4 separate regions of the Mus musculus genome follow, and regions 1, 3 and 4 are each linked to region 2. A link is a contact called in public HiCAR-type, HiChIP or PLAC-seq and promoter capture Hi-C data. All regions are on one chromosome and are shown on one strand. The core of a region is the stretch at or near the end of the contact, and the rest is flanking DNA. Distances in the headings are between cores, read along the strand shown. Region 1 has its middle 77 kb from the start of Cxcr4. Region 2 holds the start of Mcm6 (minichromosome maintenance complex component 6). Region 3 has its middle 110 kb from the start of Cxcr4. Region 4 has its middle 50 kb from the start of Cxcr4.

What was found. Promoter capture Hi-C pulls out the DNA fragments that hold promoters and counts their contacts. HiCAR-type assays count read pairs that join an accessible place to other places. HiChIP or PLAC-seq counts read pairs in DNA pulled down with a chosen protein or histone mark.
Region 1: an H3K4me3 HiChIP or PLAC-seq map of the SCID.adh cell line shows a contact between it and region 2, with 11 read pairs. The contact joins the enhancer-like site here to the promoter of Mcm6 in region 2. A contact is called at or near these places in 3 of 39 promoter capture datasets (the C10 cell line, cranial neural crest and pre-B cells), 2 of 484 Hi-C or Micro-C datasets (the AML12 cell line and the HPC-7 cell line), 7 of 115 datasets of contacts at active chromatin or transcription factors (the SCID.adh cell line, acute myeloid leukemia, bone marrow-derived macrophages and 4 more) and 1 of 9 other capture datasets (liver).
Region 3: a contact with region 2 is called in a HiCAR-type map of Th17 cells, with 2.5 times the contacts expected there. The contact joins the enhancer-like site here to the promoter of Mcm6 in region 2. A contact is called at or near these places in 13 of 39 promoter capture datasets (the C10 cell line, HPC-7-derived erythroid cells, cranial neural crest and 8 more), 2 of 484 Hi-C or Micro-C datasets (the HPC-7 cell line and myeloid progenitors) and 9 of 115 datasets of contacts at active chromatin or transcription factors (Th17 cells, acute myeloid leukemia, astrocytes and 5 more).
Region 4: a promoter capture Hi-C map of neutrophils shows a contact between it and region 2, with 7 times the contacts expected there. The contact joins the enhancer-like site here to the promoter of Mcm6 in region 2. A contact is called at or near these places in 5 of 39 promoter capture datasets (the C10 cell line, the HPC-7 cell line, cranial neural crest and 2 more), 2 of 484 Hi-C or Micro-C datasets (the G1E-ER4 cell line and nephron progenitors) and 4 of 115 datasets of contacts at active chromatin or transcription factors (astrocytes, bone marrow-derived macrophages, embryonic midbrain and 1 more).

The regions. Positions count from the first base shown.
Region 1 is chr1:128,667,966-128,671,359 of GRCm38.p6, forward strand. No RefSeq gene overlaps it. Among named protein-coding and RNA genes, the nearest start is that of Cxcr4, 77 kb to the left of the region's middle. Within about 2 kb of position 1,451, at least 14 of the 459 cell types and tissues checked have an H3K27ac peak or open chromatin away from gene starts, as enhancers often do. A contact at or near this core is called in the SCID.adh cell line, where this site is marked.
Region 2 is chr1:128,358,190-128,361,309 of GRCm38.p6, forward strand. It overlaps Mcm6 (minichromosome maintenance complex component 6), which reads right to left and starts at 1,516. Exons shown (of 17, transcript NM_008567.2): 1 at 1,270-1,516. The coding sequence starts at 1,376.
Region 3 is chr1:128,703,859-128,707,018 of GRCm38.p6, forward strand. No RefSeq gene overlaps it. Among named protein-coding and RNA genes, the nearest start is that of Cxcr4, 110 kb to the left of the region's middle. Within about 2 kb of position 1,468, at least 117 of the 459 cell types and tissues checked have an H3K27ac peak or open chromatin away from gene starts, as enhancers often do. A contact at or near this core is called in the HPC-7 cell line, Th17 cells, acute myeloid leukemia and 6 more, where this site is marked.
Region 4 is chr1:128,640,636-128,643,678 of GRCm38.p6, forward strand. No RefSeq gene overlaps it. Among named protein-coding and RNA genes, the nearest start is that of Cxcr4, 50 kb to the left of the region's middle. Within about 2 kb of position 1,771, at least 25 of the 459 cell types and tissues checked have an H3K27ac peak or open chromatin away from gene starts, as enhancers often do. A contact at or near this core is called in neutrophils, where this site is marked.

The DNA of each region.
Region 1 (3,394 bases), core at 201-2,700, 310 kb after region 2:
AAGTTCCAATTTTCATCTTAAAATTGTAAAATTTCACGAGCAATTACATTCTGACCATTAGTACCCAGTGTCACAGTTAAGTGATTCCATCTTGCTGGCAAGGAACATTTTAACACTTAGGTCAGACAACAGCTTTTCAATGATGAACTTAAATAGTCTCTTTCCTGGTACTTTGCACATTTGTTCTTTGGCCAAATTAATGGCAACAGTAATGTCTGAGATTTATTGGGCGTTTGCCGTGTACCTGACCCTGTTCTAAGTACTTAACAAGTATAAATTCATTTAATCTTGTACAACCTGATGAGGCTGGCAGTACTATTATTCCCAGCTACAGTTGAAATAGAGGGTCTGAATGGCTCTGGGGTTCTGTAGCCAGGGACTATGACATTGGGGCTTAAACCCTTGTATCAGCGACCTGTCCAGTGGCTGTGATCAAATATCTGATAACAGTACCTTTGAAAAGGAAGGCTTTCTTTAGCTCACACTGGGAAGGAAATCTCAGTCGCAGGAGCGAGCAGCTGGCCACATGGCGTCCCCAGTCAAGAGGAGAGAGAAAATTCTGTGCTCATCTCTGGTGGTCCCTTCACCCTCCTCACTCTGTAATGTGTATGTGGTTTACACATGCATGCATGTGACAATGTAGGCTCCAGGCGATGTCAGGTGTCTTCCCATTTGCTCTCTGCCTTTACTTTTTGAGGCAGGTCTTTTCTGCACTGAACCTGAAGCTCCAGCTTCTGTTAGCCTGGCTGGCCAATGAACCTCTGTTCTCCAAGTGGGAGAGATGCGCTCAACCACACTGCAGCTTTTACAGGGGCGCTGAGGGTGTAAACGAGTTTCTTTATGCGCGGGTGGCAAGCCCTTTTCCCAATGAGCCATCATCCTAGTCCCTTGCCTCTGTATTCAGTCCAGGACAGCAGCCACATAGATTGGTACTGCCCACATTTAGTCTGGGTCTTTCCATCGCAGTTAACTTAATCTAGAACACCCCCTCACAGAGTGCCCAGAGTCTTATCTTCAAGGTAGTTCTGGATTCTGTCAAGTTGACAATATTAAACACCACAGCCCAGAAGATAAGCAAGGTTTGTCTGCTGCAATGAAATCTTATGAAGATGGCTTCTGTATGCCTTCCTTGGGGAAGCCTGAGGCCCAGGCAGGCCCCCCAAGTGGAGAAGCTAAGCATCCCAGAATCAGGTCTGGAACAGGGCAAGAATGAAGTCTGGGATGGAATAGGCCTGCACTGGTGCTCTGATCCCTGCAGGGAAAAACTCTTAGAGGCAGTACAATCTTTCCAGTTCTCCCTAAGAGCAGCCCAGACAGGCCTGGTGGAAAGTGAGAATTCTCCTGTGCAAGCAACCTCAAGCACAGACAAGCAGCCTCACTACAGTGGCCATGCTGGGCTCCCAGCAGGCCTCATTTAAACAGGCTGGCTGGTAGTAGCTGGAGCTGGCTCAGTGGATTGTGGGGGCATCCAGGGATGCTGGGAGGGCAGGTGTCCACTTCCGAGTGTTCAGTCAAGTGGATCCAAGGACCCAGACTGATATGAATGGAAAGCCCGGGTGTTCACTTTCAATAAAGCCAACTGTCAATTACTGGAACATTGCTGACTGGCTGTCCCAGACTCATCAATTCAAATGAGCAGAGGGAGAAAGTGGCAGGGTGTGAATCCCAGTCAGAGCTGGCTCTCTTTTGAGCAGCAGGCAGAGTCAGGGAAAGGATCGGAGAAAGCAGATATTTTCTTCAGAGTGGCCCTTCTAGGAGCTGGCCAGGACACAAGGGGGTTTGGGGGAAGGAGGTGGGAGTCGGGAACCATATTATCTGACCTTAAGTTCTTGGAGATCACATTCTACTGCCCCTTGTTACAGTCACAGAGGAGTAGTTGAAAGCCAGCGATATTAAGGGATTTATCCAAGGGCATATAGTGTCTGTCTCCACTGATCCTCCTGATCTAAGTTCGGCTTCCCTCTTTGTTTGTTCGTTTTGTTTTCTTTTTCCCCCACTGCCTGGCTGTTTCTCTGGTTCACTGCTTTGAGATTCATGATACACACGAGTCTGCCTGCAAGATGTCTCCAACAGCCATGGAGGTAAACTACTCACACAACCTTGGTGTCCTGTGAAGAAGCTAAAGGTTTTTCTGAAGCACAGGAAAGGGGAAAGCTTGTACAGACTGCGGCACCAATACCAGGCCACTCTTACAAGGACAGAGTGACAGGTCGAAAATTGTCAGTCTTTCATCTTACCCTCTGCACCTATGAACTGTTGAGGGGGCTTTAGCTTGGATATTTACCATGCCAAGGCCTCTTCTGGGTCCGGGGATGTGTCTTCGTTGGCAGACATGTGCCTAGCATTCACAAAGCCTTGACTTCTGTCCCTAGCACATGAACTGACTGTAGTAGCCCACATGATAACCCTGCCCCTGGGAGATGGAAGCAGGTGGATCAGAACTTGAAGACCATCCATCATCAGCTGCAGAGTGAGTCTGGGACTAACCTGGGAAAACAAAAAACAAATAAAACAAAAAAAACCCCGCAAACCTACCCAACCTTCTTCTGGGCTTTTTGTTAGCATCAACAAGAGGTGACTCTGGGTGATACAGAGCAAAATTTGAGGTCCCTTCTTATGCGTCTGCAGCAAGCCCTCTCAGCCACTGAGTCATCCTGATAGCCTCTGAGGGTTAGTTTGAATTTAGCGGATCACAGCCAGTTCTGCAAAATCACTCATTTCATTTTCCATTCTGTTCTGAAGTAGAACCAGGGACTTTAGGATTAGACAGAAGAATCTTCCAACCTTTTCTTTATACCTAAGACGTAAAGGCTGTCTGGTCTTATGGAGGAAGAAGTGTGACTTGCTCAAGGTCAGCCCACCTTCCTCACTTTGTAAAGTCAGGGTGTGGAAAGAACCACTCTGAAATCCTTCATCAGCCCCACGGCACCACAGAAATGCTGACTGGGTAAATACTGAACCCCCATAGCAAGATTTGTATCTCTTGGTGGCCTTCCTTAGACAATGCTCAAGGAGATTTTAATGACCTGCCTACCAGACCAGTCTGAAGCATTTATTTACTGGAAGGCCAAGGTGCTCAGACTATAACTCTGAAGCTAATGTCTCCTGTGACTCTGGCAGCAACGGAGATCCAACAAGGGGAATGAAGAGGGTGGTGCCAGCCTTTGATTGCTGGCCTTCTGACCTCATGCTTCAGAAAGACGGACTTGGGATGACTTTTAACACCTGCTTCAAAATGTTATTCCAGAGGGGAGTGAGGGAGCTTGCCATAGGCCAGTGCCTCTGCCTGCAGAATCACTCCCCGGAGTTCCTGTGCTCTCGACCCTGAGATCTGACTTCTGCTGGGAAATAACTAGGAGGTGTAACCCAGAGCTGCAGGTGGAGGTGTGGGTGG
Region 2 (3,120 bases), core at 266-2,765:
ACTTTAATCAAAAGGAGACTTGGGTTTTGAAGGACAAGCAGCTGTACCGACTGCCAAAAACATTACAAAGGTTGGAACATAGAATTTAAATTCCAGAGGGTTATTTTTGTTTGTTTTGTTTTTCAGCACCAGACTTTCTATGTAGCCCTGAGCTCTGTCCTGGAACTCACTTTGTAGACCAGGCTGGCCTTGAACTCATAGGATCCGTCTACCGCTGGCTTGTGCCCAACACTGGCCTGCTTACAGTTTTAAGTATAGCAGAACTTCAAAAGATAGCTGTAGAGCCAAAAGGACGACTAGATCAGCAATATGTGGTAACCAGTATACGCGTGCCATGTCATTTTATTCTGCCTTAAAAGGCAAACCCTTGATTACAATAAGCTGCATGTCTAGCAAAATTAGCCACACACACTTATCGGAGGCACCTATAGTGATCCAGTTCAATGTTAGAAGTGTGGCAGGTGTCAGGAGGCTAGGAGAGTTAGAGAGGCTCTAACTATTTAGTAGGTAGAGTTGGAAGAGTTTCAAACAGGGATCATTGTACAAGTTGAATGCACCTCAAGATGCTTGTTGTACACTCCCAAAAGGTCAAAACTCTTAAGTTTTTGTTATATACTGACATAATCTTTAAAAAGAAAAAGAAAAGAATTGTTTACTATTGGAGGCGGAAGAGTAAGGAGCACACTGGTATGTGGTTGCTGCTAGGTGCTAGAAGCGGAGGGAGGGATGGGAAGGAGGCAGCTAGATGTCTAGAACAATTCTTTCATTATATAGGGCAGAACTCATTTCACTGAACAGTCATCAAGCCATAGATTCCTGTTAGAACGAGCTGGCCCAGGTTTGCTTGCATTGCAAGCTCCTGGTTCTGGGCTGTGTGCCCAACCCTACTCAAGAGGTAACGCCCCCCCCCCCCCCCCCCACCTCCCAAAAAACCAAACTCTGGCCTCACTGGGTTGCGACGTGAGTCCTGCTGGGATTCATTCCCAGCATCGCCCCAACTAGTCATGGCGGTGCACATCTGTCATTCCAGCACAAGCTAAGCGGAGGCTGGAGGATTACAAGTTCAAAATCATCTTTGGCTACACAGCGAGTTCGAAACCCTGTTTTAGAAACGTAATGAAAAAGCAGCACAGTATGACACAAGGGAGCGCTGCGGTGAAGAAAGGAGTCGAGGAGGCTTCGGATTCCCGCCGGGCCGGGGCCCATCCCTTCCGGAGCACACATGGCCCCGGTCTCCGCCCGGCCCGCGAGCCCCCGGAGGCCACTCACTCTTCCAGGAAGTCTAGGAACAGCTTCTGGCATTTCTCGGCCACCTCGTCGCGCACCTCCGGGTGCTGGCTTCCGGCGCCGGGCTCCGCGGCCGCTGCGAGGTCCATGGCGGCGCCGAGAGTACGCGCTGCTGAGGGAAGACCACCGCGGAGGAGAGTCCGCAGCTGCAGATAGCCCGGCCGCAGGTTCCACGCGTAGCTCCTTCCGCGCTGCCACTTCGCGCGCGCCTCCGGCTAGCCCCGCCCTCTCACCTCAGCCAATAACAGGGTAGGAGCTGAGCTACTTCGCGCCAAACCCGTCCAATCAATGGCGGTTCCGTACAGAGCCCCGCCCACCGCACGCACTTTTCGCGCCAAAAGCATACGCCATGAAGCTTTTGCCCATGCGCAATGTAGTCGCACCCACCCTCTGGTTGTTTTGGCTTGAGGAGCTAACCCCTCCCTCTCTCCCTTTACCCCCAGAGTTTATGTATAGACTTTTTTGGGTTTTTTTGTTTTGTTTTTGGTCACTCAGGGTTAAACCTACTGTGAATTGTGCATCTGGAGGAAGTAAGGTATGAGCAAACCAAACTACAGGAGAGAGCCCCTTAAAAGTCAGGTGGAGGACAGGAGCAAAGGCTTAGAGAGTAACTCATTCCGCAGCGGACCCAAGCTTGTTTCTTAGCAGCTACATGAGACAGTCACCACCTTTAACTCCAGCTTAGCGACTTTGATACCCTCTTCTGACTTCTAAGAACACATGTGCATACACATACACTTAAAAAGACAGAGATAGATATATTCTGACAATCTGCATACCATTTGACTTTCTTTTCTTTTTTAAACTGAGAGGGTCTCACATAGCCCAGGCTGGCCTTGAATTCTGGGTTCACGTGGTGCTGGGACTGAACCTAAAGCCTTCTGAGTGTAGAACAAGGACTACCTTGCTAGTAAATGATCCACATTGCCAGTCCCTCCTCGACTTTGATAGCTTAGTGCTGATAACTTGTTTCACCACCAGCACTTTTATCCTGGGCTTCCAGGACACAGTAAACCTGGACCAGAATAAATAAGTCACTTTTTCGAGGCTTACTGGATGTTAAAAATTTAATGCCAGGCAGAGTATATAAAATTAATACTTTTATAATCTATTAGGAAATATACTATAGAGATCTGCAATTGAAGGTGTTGAAGACTTGAAGCCTCAAATCCCTCCCTCCTTTGCCAACTCCAAATGTAGCCTTCACTGAGTGAGAATCCTGGGGCTTTCTAGAGAAACAAAACTGATAAAGACACACACACAGGATTTACTAAGTTTAGCATACAGGCTGTTGTCTGGCTAGCTCAACAGTGGCTGTCTTCCAATAAAAACGCCAAGCAGATGGTGGTTCAGCCCACAAGGCTGGATGTCTTAGCAGGTTTTCATTAAATGTTGGGAGTCCTGAAGAAACAGGTTCTAATACATTAATTGCTGCCTCAGCAGCAGGATGATAGATGGACTTGCCAGTGAGAGTGAGGACAGGCAGGCAAACGCACAAAAGGCTTCCTTCTGTGTCATTTTAGGTATGCTGTCACCAGGTGTGGCCCAGATATTGGATGGGCCTTTTTATTTTTAGAGAGAGTATTTCTTTTCTTTTTCTTTTTTTCTTTTTTTTTTTGTTTTTTTGTTTTTTTCGAGACAGGGTTTCTCTGTGTAGCCCTGGCTGTCCTCGAACTCAGAAATCTGCCTGCCTCTGCCTCCCGAGTGCTGGGATTAAAGGCGTGCGCCAGTATTTCTATGTGTAGTAATCCTGGCTTCCTGGAACCTGATTTGTAGACCAGGCTGGCCTTGAAGTCAAGAGATCCAGCTGCCCTTGCCTTCCAAAAACCACTC
Region 3 (3,160 bases), core at 218-2,717, 350 kb after region 2:
TTGTCCACAGAGCATCTTCCCAGATCTCACTTTATATTTATTATTATTATTATTTTATGTTCTTGGTGACTGCTTTTGCATGATCTCTCTATGGCCATTCAGGGGCCACAGAAGTCTTGCTCAGGAAGAAAGGGCAGTGCCCTCACATCTCTGGTAACTTTTGAACATCTGGACTCGGAGAGACACTTCAGTGGTAGAGTTTTCCTGAGCCACAACTTTCCAGATAACTTACACTTTCCTGTTTGTATTTTGTAACATTGCTGGAAGCACCTGTTGGAATGGAAGGTCGGGTGTATCCTGAGCACTGCTTTGGGTCTTTGAAACATTTCAGGAGATGGTTAGGAGTTGAGGTCATAATCTTAGTACTTGCTAGCGTGCTAACCCTCTTGGTTGAACTCTGCATTCCAGAGGAGGAAAGATCCAGAGGGATAGGGAGCTTGTGTTAAGGTTTCAGAGTGACGGCAGCAGTAGGCTGCTCCCGGGACAATGTAACAACAGCAAAGGCCTCCTGAATGCCTCATAGAGACTGGAGACTTGCCCCTTTGTTTACTAAATTTCAACAACTTGTATTGCAAGAGACACACTCTCAGCTGAAGGAGCAGGAGGCATCATTGCTCTCAGCAGCTCAAGAGCATGGTTTGGTGTCTGTCAGGTTGGACCCAAGGGTATAATTGCATCATATGAGATAAGCTCTTCTTTCTGCTCTGTAGGAACCATGTGGCTTTCCTTTGTGTGGGTTTTCATTCTCTAGCAGGTGGGAGCTACATAGCAACTGCATCCCACAGGTGTAAATCATGGAATTTGAAATTCCAGTAGAGACAACTTAGCATCCTTATAGTGGGAACCCCAGGACTCATGTTCAGGAGTTCAAAGATGGCGACCCCCATCAGTCATTGACCAAAAGTAGGGAAGCTCTCTGTTAACTTCAGGAATCCCTTGGACCAGCTGGGTGGAGAGTGAGAGTGGAGGAGAGGCAGGACTCTGGGAGAAGGGAGCATCTGAGCAAGGAGGTGGCTGGAGGGTTGGTTTTTATTTTTGGTTGTTGTAGCAGCATAGATCCAGGGCTGATCGACAGTAGCATCCAGCCTTCTGCCTGTACAGGCTGCTCTTAGATCCTAGAAACATAACATCTGATATTTCAGGGGTGGGAGTATCAAGAATGGTACTATCTTGACCATTTCTGAGGATCTGGCCTCAGTCACTCTTCTCTGTTTTGGTTACACTCCTACATCTGGCTGTGCCAGGGCATCTAGCCAAGCATATCTCAGAGAAATATCTACATTGTTGGTGGCATGATTGTGACTTCCTGTCTTCCAATTTAGAATCTTTTTTTCTGCCTTGCTTTTTACTGTCTGGGTCATTTGATATTATATCTGGTGCTTCCTGTTTTGAAAGCCTCCGACTCTAGTCATCAGACTGTAGAAACCCCGGGGTCAACTTCTTCCTACTGATGCAGACTTTAGTCACTTGCTTTGGAGGACTAATTGTGATTTGCGTAATGAAAGCTGTCAGGTGTCTGCTGCTTTTCTCAGCCCCAGACACTTCCCTATTTATAAGTGTTTGTTTTTCAGACACTGGGACTTTCTCCCCTGGTGTGTATAGAGGAGGACTCTTAGTTACCATCCTCCCCACTCCCCAACTAACACTGCAGGAGTGCTTCTGTGTTCTTGGGAACAAGAACTCTTGGTTCCTTGGACCTGCTTCTCAGGACCAGGTGGATGCAGGCACGAGGGACTCAGCCAGTCGTCAACATTGTACCTGCCTCCTTTTCCAGACTCTGGTGTGTGTGTGTGTATGTGTGTGTGTGTGTGTGTGTGTGTGTGTGTGTGTGTGTGTGTGTGTGTGTGTGTTGTCCCCATTCTTTTCTTTCCACTTCAGAGTGGTCAGATTCAATTCAGTAGTACATCAGGCCTGCTAGTGTAAAGTAGCTAAGTTCATGTTTGCTTTATTCAACAAAGAAAGAGGACTATTTTCTCTCTAAAGTTTTGCTTCATTCAGCCTTCCCTTACATAGAACAGGTTGACATCAAAAGAGACAAGGCCTCATCGTCTCAGGAACAGGATGGTGGTGAGCTTGGCCTGGATAGCTTGTCCTCCAAGGAGAGAAACTTAGCTGTCTTGAGCTGGGACACGCTTACTTTATTTCTTGTTCTTTCTTTTGTTCCTCTCCTTCTTCTCTCCCTCCTTTCCTCCTCCCCTTCTTTCCTTCTTTCTTTCCTCCCTCTCTTCTTCCCTTCCTCCCCGTCCCTCCCTATTTGTGTGTGTGTGTGTGTGTGTGTGTGTGTGTGTGTGTGTGTGTGTGTTTGCAGGCCAGAGGACAACTTTGGGTCAGGAACAGGGTCCGTCTCCTTTGAGACAAGTTCTCTCACTGACCTGGAGCTCAGCAAGTAGACTAGGCTGGAGATTTTCCTGTCTCTCCCTCCTCAGTGTTTAGATGATAAGCAGGTACCAGCACCCCTGGGTATTTTCATGTGGGTTCTGGGGATTGCCCTGAGGTCTGCATGCTTGTAAAGCCAACACTTTGCTGATATGACTGTCTCCTAGCCTTTTACCTTGTTCCTTTTGTGGTGATAGTTGAGGGCAGACCCAGAGCGTTTTCTAAGATAATGAAGGCCAGAGCAAGGGAGGGATATGTGTTTATTTTAAAATGGCAGCAGCTTTGGGGAGAACATCTAGAAACATCAAAGCAGGCCCTGGAGACCAACATCTTGCTCCTTTTCTTCACGATGCCTTTGATGGGCAGGATGGCCTGGAGAAATGGAAGTATCCAGAGGGTGAGCTCCATGGTGTCACCTCTCAGGAGTTTGGTTCCTCGGGGAACCATCCATTGCTAGGCTCTCCAGAGCCAGAGAAGTTGGAGGCTACACTCTCTTCCCTCTCCTTTGCCCTCAGATTGAGAGACCTCAGACTGAGCCTTCAGTGTTTCAGCTAAACCTGGTCCAAGAGTGAGATAAATCCCTTTATCTCTGGATTCTCTCTTCATCCATCTTCCACTGGGTGATGAAGAAAGAGAGAAGGCATGCTTTCGTCCCGTCACATAAATCTACCTCTCCGAGCAGATGAGAGACATGTATACTCAACACCTCGCTTGAATGAGCTCAACCCATTACAGTCCTCAGCCCAAAGCAAGGGCCCACACCACCCACTGAGACACAATATTG
Region 4 (3,043 bases), core at 521-3,020, 280 kb after region 2:
TATAGGGTGTGAGTGATACAGCCTGAACCTATAGAATGCTGCATTCCTTTCTTCGGTCTTGAGACACACAGTTCAGCTTGAAGTCTACCTTGGAACTGTCAGATTATGTGTGCTGTCTCCTCCTTTTCTTCTCCTTTTATCTTAAGCTGGTTTAACTCCAGTTTCTGTCAGTGGGAAGAGTTCTGGTTGATATGTCACTTTGAACACACACATACATACACACACACACAAAACCTTTTTTGTGTAAGTAGTGCTAAGCAGGCTGATGCTACATATTAAATATCTTAAAATTGATTATTGTGTAGCTATAAGATTAGTTTACTCAACTAATGTCAAACTGTGCTGGAGACTAGAGATCGGATTGAACAAAATAGATAAGCTAGTTGGTCTATCCCACATTGATTGTTATGTAAGTGTGGTCTTGAGCCTGTGTAGCTGAGGCCAACTTTGAACTTCTGATCCTCCTGCCGCCATTTCTGCAGTGCTGTGCTACTGCTACACCTGGTTTTTGCAGTTCTGGGAATCAAGCTTTTACTCTGCACATAGTAGGAAAGTATTCTACTAACTGAGCCAGATCCCCAACCTGGCCTTTACTGAGAGTCAATTAAATATCACGTGACTAGAGTATTTAAATTGTCCACCTCGGTATTGCCTACTATACCACAGGGCAGTGCTATGAGCAACAGTAAGCAGGGTATATGGTTTGTTCCTTCTTGAAACGTAACTCTCTGCCTCAGTTTCCTTGTCTGTAAAACCAGCACTTTTTTTTTTTTGAGACAACGTTTCACATGGCCCTCCTCTGACTCCTGAGTCCTGGGATTACCAACGTGCACCCTACACCTGGTCTGTGTAGTGCTGAAGGTCAAATTCAGGGCTTCATATATGTTAGACAAGCACCCCAACCAACTCTTGAGCCCCAAATCTCAGACTCTTGACAGTCTTCTAAGAAAAGCAGTTCAAATTTTGGATTTTTAAAAAATACTTATACACACATATTAATTATCTTGGAGATAGAACCCACCCACAACTAAAGAAGGAAATTACCTTCTGTTTTTCATATACATATGTGTGTGTGCGTGTGTGCGTGTGTGCATGTGTGTGTGTGTTCAAGTATCATCACTGTTGCTGTGATAAAACACTCTGACCAAAAGCAACTTAGGGAAAAAAGGATTTCTTTTGGCTTTTCACAGACCATCATTGAGGGAAGGCAGGGCAGGCACTCAAGCAATGGAGGGCTGACACTTTCTGGTTTACCCAAGGTCATGCTAGCACTATTATATGGACCAAAGACCACTCAGCAAAGAGTGTTCCCCAGAGTGGGCTGGGCCCTTCTGCATCAGCTCTCAAGGCAGTCCCTCACAGACATGGCCACGGTCAATCTGGGCAATCCATCCACTGAGACTCCCTTTTCAGGTGACTGTAGACTGTGTTAGGTTGCCAGTTAAAGCTAAGACGGTAATCACCCTGGGCCTCAGCTGCCACCTATTATGGAGATTTCAATCTTCCTTCTCCACACCTGGTCTCAGTGTGAAGATGTTGCAAATTAAATCCCAGTTAAACTAATTCTAGCTTTCTTCTTCACCTGACAGTCTGGTCAGACCTGGCTCATTCTGTCTTCCTGAGCATCCTGGGTCCTCTCACTATCCCTGACTGCTGTCTTCTTGGGGGCCAGTACTCCCTGTGTGAGCAATTGCAGATATGAACAGCAGCAGGCAGGAGGGTGATTCTGTAATTAGTGCTGTGTTGCAATGGGTAGCTGTGAGTCCCCTACAGTGGAGAAGTAGGAGCAATGCAAGAGGACTCTCTGGCCGAGGCTACCCTTTGCCTGATTTGGTAACTTTGCAGAAGAGGTAAAGTGAATTACATAATTCCTGTTGCCAAGATGAGGAAGAGGGAGACAAAGATGAACTCTCGCCATCAGGGTAGCACTTCTTGGAGAAACATCCCTGTACTGGGTTATGCCCACCATGCCAACAGAGAAAGGACCAAAGATGACTGTCCAAAGTCCAGAACAAATACACTGGGATGGGGTGGCCACAGAGCAAGGTGGGAAGGCAGCCCAGATCAGAGCGTGAAAAGCATGTATTAGGGGTACAAAGGAATTAAAGTATGTGCAAGGGGTGTGCCACAGTCTCTCTCTGAGAGAGAGAGAGAGAGAGAGAGAGAGAGAGAGAGAGAGAGAGAGAGAGAGAGAATACCTGTGTATGTCCACAAGTATGCAGGTAGAGGTCAGAGGACAACCTCAAGTTCAAGTGTCCTTCCTCAGGAGCCTTGCATCTTGTTTGTTTTCCTCGGATGGCTTTTCTCAGTGTCTTGGAACTAGCTAAGTAGCCTAGACTGACTGCCTGCCCCTTGAATCTACCTGTCTGTGCAGTCAGCTCTGGGATTTCGAGTGTGCCCTATGGTGCTTGCCATTTGCACGGTTCTGGGGATGGAACGTGGGTCTTCAATACGTGCAAGGCCAGCCTTTATTGCCTTTACTGTCTCTCCATACCAGATTTTTAATATGAGCATCACTTAGCTGAATCTGACCTGGAGTCAGAGGCACAGGCCATATGGTTTCCCTGACCCTTAAAAGTCACCGAGCTGGGAAGTGATTTATTGTTGAAGATCACTGTCCACACAGGCATCTCCTGGATGGCTCGCCTCGTTGTTTCTTTAATAAGGGAAAGGAGGGGAGCAGAAGAGGAGCCAAGGGCTTACATTGACTTGTTCTAACAGACTTGCCTTGTTTGGAAGGAGGAAAACGGGGAAAGGTTTTCAGTTCTCAGGGGGGTTTTCCTGGCCTGCAGCTCAGCATGTTGTGAGGGAGGGAGTGAGGGAGGGAGAGCTGGGAACTTGAAGAGGAAGAAAGGGTCATGAACTTCAAATGCCTAACTTGGCATTTGCACAGACTGTTTAAAGAGAGAACAGTTCATAAATGGTAAATCATCCCAGAGCCTGGGGAAAGGGGGCCCGGCATGTTTGCATGAATAGGTGACATGAAAGAGAGGCACCGATAGCAGCTGACAATGGTTTCAACAGGAGCTGGAGTCCAGAGAGA